Linked DNA regions of Mus musculus: region 2 is linked to region 1. A link is a contact called in public HiChIP or PLAC-seq data. All regions are on one chromosome and are shown on one strand. The core of a region is the stretch at or near the end of the contact, and the rest is flanking DNA. Distances in the headings are between cores, read along the strand shown.

The links. HiChIP or PLAC-seq counts read pairs in DNA pulled down with a chosen protein or histone mark.
Region 2: an H3K4me3 HiChIP or PLAC-seq map of bone marrow-derived macrophages shows a contact between it and region 1, with 5 times the contacts expected there. The contact joins the promoter of Hcar2 here to the enhancer-like site in region 1. A contact is called at or near these places in 3 of 39 promoter capture datasets (embryonic stem cells, liver and stem cell-derived epiblast-like cells) and 3 of 115 datasets of contacts at active chromatin or transcription factors (bone marrow-derived macrophages, large pre-B cells and microglia).

What each region holds. Positions count from the first base shown.
Region 1 is chr5:123,434,844-123,437,543 of GRCm38.p6, forward strand. All of the region lies in intron 1 of Mlxip (MLX interacting protein), which reads left to right. Among named protein-coding and RNA genes, the nearest start is that of Mlxip, 41 kb to the left of the region's middle. Within about 2 kb of position 1,433, at least 90 of the 459 cell types and tissues checked have an H3K27ac peak or open chromatin away from gene starts, as enhancers often do. A contact at or near this core is called in bone marrow-derived macrophages, liver and microglia, where this site is marked.
Region 2 is chr5:123,864,122-123,866,821 of GRCm38.p6, forward strand. Hcar2 (hydroxycarboxylic acid receptor 2) reads right to left here and starts at 1,395. Exons shown (of 1, transcript NM_030701.3): 1 at 1-1,395. The coding sequence starts at 1,317. The coding sequence ends at 235.

The DNA.
Region 1 (2,700 bases), core at 183-2,682:
ATGATCAAAATATTATCTTTATTGCTGGTCACAGTTGGATAGAATTGTGAGGTTTTTTTTTTCATAACATTAATATTTATTGCTTTATATGAATACTGTATTGAAAGCCCAAGCATTCAGTTACACACGAAATTATACAATTATATACCGCTTCACAAAGGCAGTGAACACATTACAGTCTACAAAACCTACTTTACAGAAATTTAAAAATTCTAAATATCAAAAAGTACAGCTGAAGAAACAGGTATAAATTTGGCAGCCAGTAATTCTGACAGGGAAGTTGCAGCTTGCATGACTTTAAATATGTGAATTTGAAAATATTGAGTTTATAGAGTAGTAACCATTGTGCTTTGTGTTGATCTGAAAAATATAACACTGGCTGTTGAAGAAGCATGTTCAAAAATATTAATTCACTTCAAAATGTTATACAAATCATGGTGGTTTCTGTGCACCCCTAACGCCTCGGTCATTTTAGCTCAGGTACATTACTGAAGTCCTCTACTAATTCTTCCAGTACAGTGATGTTTCACACCAGTACCATGCGGCATATAGGATTATTCAGAAAGACAGATGTGATGTTGACAGTGTTCAGAAAAGCAACCGAATGTTATGGGACCTGTGGGCTCTTGAGATGGTTTCATGTCAGGCTCCGAAGCACTCATTCTACAGACAGCAAGCTAATGCTTGAGCACAACTCCCAAGATAAAGCACACTTTCCATAAATAAATGAAGTCTTGTTGTCTCAGGCACCTTAGAAGTATACAAAAGAATTTAGTTTGCACAGATCTCTTGGAATGTGTTTAACCTGGTATTTCAACAGACTGAAAGATTCCCAGGGTCTCACAGGGGCCAGATTTTTGTCTCAACTACTCAGAAGAGAAGATGTCTTCTGAAAGAAGTGAACTCAGTCATTACCAATAAAAAAGTATTGGCTGCAGTTGTTTGTTTTTCCATGTCCACTCTCAAGTAGACAAGCAGGGTGAGCGTGAGCAGCTTGCTCCCCAACGGAGCGTGAGCAGCTTGCTCCCCAACGGAGAGGAGAGGAGAGCAGAGCAGGACCTGACCGTCCGTGCCTGCTTCCCTTTGCGTTGGGGGTGCTTTACCAGTGGAGATTCAGGAGCATCACCAGGACAAGTGAAGAGGTGATGCGGTTGAATTGATCAGTGAGTGACCCAGAGCTGTAATCAGCAGCCTGTACTCTCTGTGTTGGCTTCCTTTTGGAGAGAATGAACAAGAGTCGGTGTCTAATTTACCCCAGCGAGCAGAATCCGTGATCCAGTCCTGCCCTCCTGTGTTCTTGATAGCCCAGTGCTTTCCTTCTGAGGCTTGCACTTTAATTTTCATTCCAAAGCAGTCTTTTGCCAGACCGCTGAAGAATTCATGGTTTGCTAACTCCATCCAACAAAATTGTAAGAGGGGCCTTTGTTGTCCTGTGAACTTCCTGTTTTGTGTCAGCAACCCTCCTTCTAGGAAGGGGGGGGGTAGGGGCAGAGTGTATGAAGACGTCTTCATGGAAACATTAAGCAATTGTTTTAATAACTGGGTTTAGAAGCACTGGACCAGCAGTCCTAAAATGAGTAAGAGCTAGACCATGGCTGTCTCATGGGGTGGAGGCTGGGCTAAGTACCTGGCAAATGTCCCTTGTGGTCATGGCCATGACACAGGAAGCACACGGTTCAGAAGTATGAGGTAGAAGAAACTTCCAGGTACAGGGCCAGTGGTCTCACAAGCTCTCTAGTATTTCTGGCTATAATTTAAAGAAGCCTTGTAGTTGGACTGTCTGAAAGATGTGTAGACCAGGGCGGAAAGCAGAAACCTGATCAGAGGCTTTTGGGTGCCCTGCTTTCTCATGGAGTGACTGCCTCTGCTGCTGCCTTATGGAGTCTTTTAAAGTAGCTTTTCCTAGTTTTGTGGGAAACTCGACTTGTGGTGTAAGAAGGGCTCCTATACACATAGCCCCTCTTCCCTCTGTGAGGTGCCAGAGAGCACATTAGGAAAGAAACAGACAGAAATTATAACACATCCACCACTGAGCTGCACTCCCCAGCCTTCATCACTTTGTAGCTTTTGCCATCGTATAACTATGAGCGATGGTGTAGGACTTGTCAGTCATCCATTCTGTGTACCAGACAGGGTTTTGGACTAGTTTCTTTATGTGTGTATAGCGCCACTTGCTGGCTGTAGAGATGTTGCAGAAATATGAGATGGTAGAGGCTTAGAAATGCATATTTTCCTGCTAAAATTTGACTTTGTTTGCCATAAGTATTGTGAATAAGAGAAACATCTCAGCAAGCGGTTGGGGAGAACCAAGGAATGCTTGCACTGTTTATATATAGGTCAATATCCTTTTCTGTACCTGCTACTCTCATCATGATACCTACCTGCAAGAGCTGTGTGTGTAGTCTGATGGGGAAGAGGTTGACAGCACACTGCCCCCTTTTTCATAGGTGCACAGCGGAGGTATGATTGGCCTAGGTTAGCCCACTGGTTAACTCTCACAGATCTTGAGAGGGCACTAACATCTGTTTCTTCCTGGAGCCATGGGTCCAACACAGCTCTTTGTAGTCACTCTTCTTTTGAAGTCATCTCTGAGATAGTACTCAGTCAGATTCTGGTACTAATGAGCACATGGCACAACCATGGACTCCTGGCTGTCACAAGAATGGAGTATCAGTTATAGAAAAAGTGTTTTTAGTTTAG
Region 2 (2,700 bases), core at 145-2,644, 430 kb after region 1:
TTTCCACTGTCTGGAAACTCTGCTTTCTGTTCCTCTGAGATTTTCTATGGCTGCACCTCGCAACCAAAACTGCTCACTGCACCACGCCGTTTCTCTAAATTCGATTCTCCGAATCTAGAAGTTCCAAGAAAGCGTAAGCCAAATCTGAAGATGTTACCCTGTTCAACGAACGGCCAAATCGCCTCTCCAGAGAGCACAGGCCTGAGCGGCAATCTCCCTTCTTGTCATAGTAACTTAACGAGATGTGGAAGCCAGATAAGGGGGGCTGCCTGGCTCACTGGGGTCAGCCATTAGCGCCCCTGGAATACTTCTGGTTGTGCTGGGGTCCCCCGTGAGCTCCACACTAGTGCTTCGGTTATTATCGGGTTCACCCAATGTTTTCTTTCGAAGGCAGCGGTTGATACACGTGGAGAAGAAGTTGGGGAAAGATGGGCTGGAGAAATAGTAGACCACAGGGTCCAGCATGCTGTTCATGTAGGTAAAGCTAAGGGTGGTAAAGAAAGCCAGGTCCACCGAGGAGTAGATGTCACAGTTGCGTACGTTATATTTGTAGAGAAGCCAGAAGATGCGGATGCGCACAGCCACACTGGGTAGGAAGCAAATGATGAATACAATAGCCACCACCATGATGAAGTTGATGGCCCTCTTGATCTTGGCATGTCTGTCCATCTGTCTCTGCCTCAGGCTCCAGATGATCCTGCCTGAGCAGAACAAGATGATGGCCAGGGGCAAGAAGAATTCCAAGAGGAACATAGCATCGTGCCACCTGAAGTTGTAACAGATGCTGAAGCTGCTACACAGATATGCCTCGCCATTTTTGGTCATCATGTTTGTATAGAGGAGGTGGACAGTCAGGCCGATGGTGAGACCCCACAAGAAGCAAGAAATGATGGCCGCCGTCCGGTTGGAGATCTTGTTCAAGAAGTGGTGTGGATGGACCACCCGGAAGTAGCGGTCCACAGCCACCACGGTGAGGAAGATGATGCTGCCCTGTCGGTTCATAGCCAACATGAAGAGCATCACACGGCAGGGGATGCCTCCGAACCTCCAGTCCCAGTTATGGACATAGTTGTCCGTCAGGAACGGCAGGCAGATGATCAGGAGAAAGTCAGCCACGGCCAAGTTGAACAAGAAAATCCGGCTGGATTTCCAGGACTTGAGGTGGAAACAGAAAATCCACAAGGCAAGGCCATTGCCCAGGAGTCCGAACACAAATTCCAGCCCCAACACCGGTGGCAAGACCTTGGCGATGTTTTCATCTCGGAACACACAGCAGTTCTTGCCGTTTATCACTAGAAAATGGTCTGACTTGCTCATGAGTGGATCTGGCCAGTCCAGCTTCAGAGTGCCTCACCTAGCGAAGGCTCAAGGCGAGTGTGTGTCTGTGTGGTGAACGTGTGGTTCAGCCCTCGGCTTTATGTCATGTCAGGGTGTTGAAAGAGATGACTGAATGGTTACCAGGAAACTACGAAATCATTTAAAAAAAAAAAAGGCTAGCAAGGCTCTTATGCAACTTACTGTTTGCATAAACAAGTAATAAAAAAAAAGTCCCCTGGGCAGACGGGAACCCACAAATTTTTCTAAACGTAAAGGATAAGTTTAGGCAAGCCGACTGTCAGAGGTGGACGAGTCAGATCTGAGGGCATTCCTTCTGAAGGCTGCAGGCATGCATGCTGGCTAGGTGATTGGCCTCGGAGAATCCATTCACTGCAATTTGCTTAGCTGACAATAATTAATAAATTAACAAGGGCAGTAACCATGCACTGTGCTAAAAGAACAGTCAGGCTTTCCAGGAGCAGTAAGAGTTCGTGTGAAATTCTACTATGCATTGGTAATGTGGATACGGTTTCCTCTGTCTGTCTGTCTGTCTGTCTCTGTCTCCCCCACCTCCTTGTTTTCTTTCTAGGATTTATTTTTATTTTTGCATGCCTGTCTATGTGGCTATGTACATACAACAACAGCCCCAGAGGCTATTGGATGCCCTGGAGCTAGAGTTATAAGACAGTTGTCATCCACCCCAATGTGGGGATAGGGAGCTTAATGCAGGTCCTCTGCAGGAGCAGCGGGTGCTCCTAACCCCCAACTCAGTTCTCTAGCGCCGTGCTCTTTTTCCTTTTTTCCTTCCTCTCAGATAGATGTCTCCTCTTGTTACGTCTCCCAAGCTGGCTTCTCCATCTTCCTGCTTCTTCTTCCCGAGTGCTGGGATTGCAGACACAGCGCCTGGATGTGTGGTATTCGTAGAAATGGCTCTGATTTCAAGCCTCAAGAGGGTGCAGAAAGATAACATTTCCTTTCTCTCTCTTTTTTTTAAAGTGTGATTAAGTGTCATCTTACAGAGTATCTACCATTGACTATCTACTTTGAGTTTGAAATTAGAAATTGGAAATTTGCCAGGTGGTAGTGGTGCATACCTTTAATCCCAGTACTCGGCAGGCGAAAGCAGGTAGATCTCTGAATTTACCTGCTCTACAGATCGAGTTCCAAGACAGCCAGGGCTAGACAGAGAAACTGTCTCAAAAAAAAAAAAAAAAAAAAAAAAAAAGAGGAAATGTGTCCCTTTAGCTGCCTACCCAAATCCTCAATGGCATTTGACGGACCTTGTAGTCTAGACTCAGGGTGACCTGATCTTGGATCCTATAGGATCAGGATACTTCATGGAGACTGTGACAATGAAGATGACAACTTTGAGATTGGTGGTGC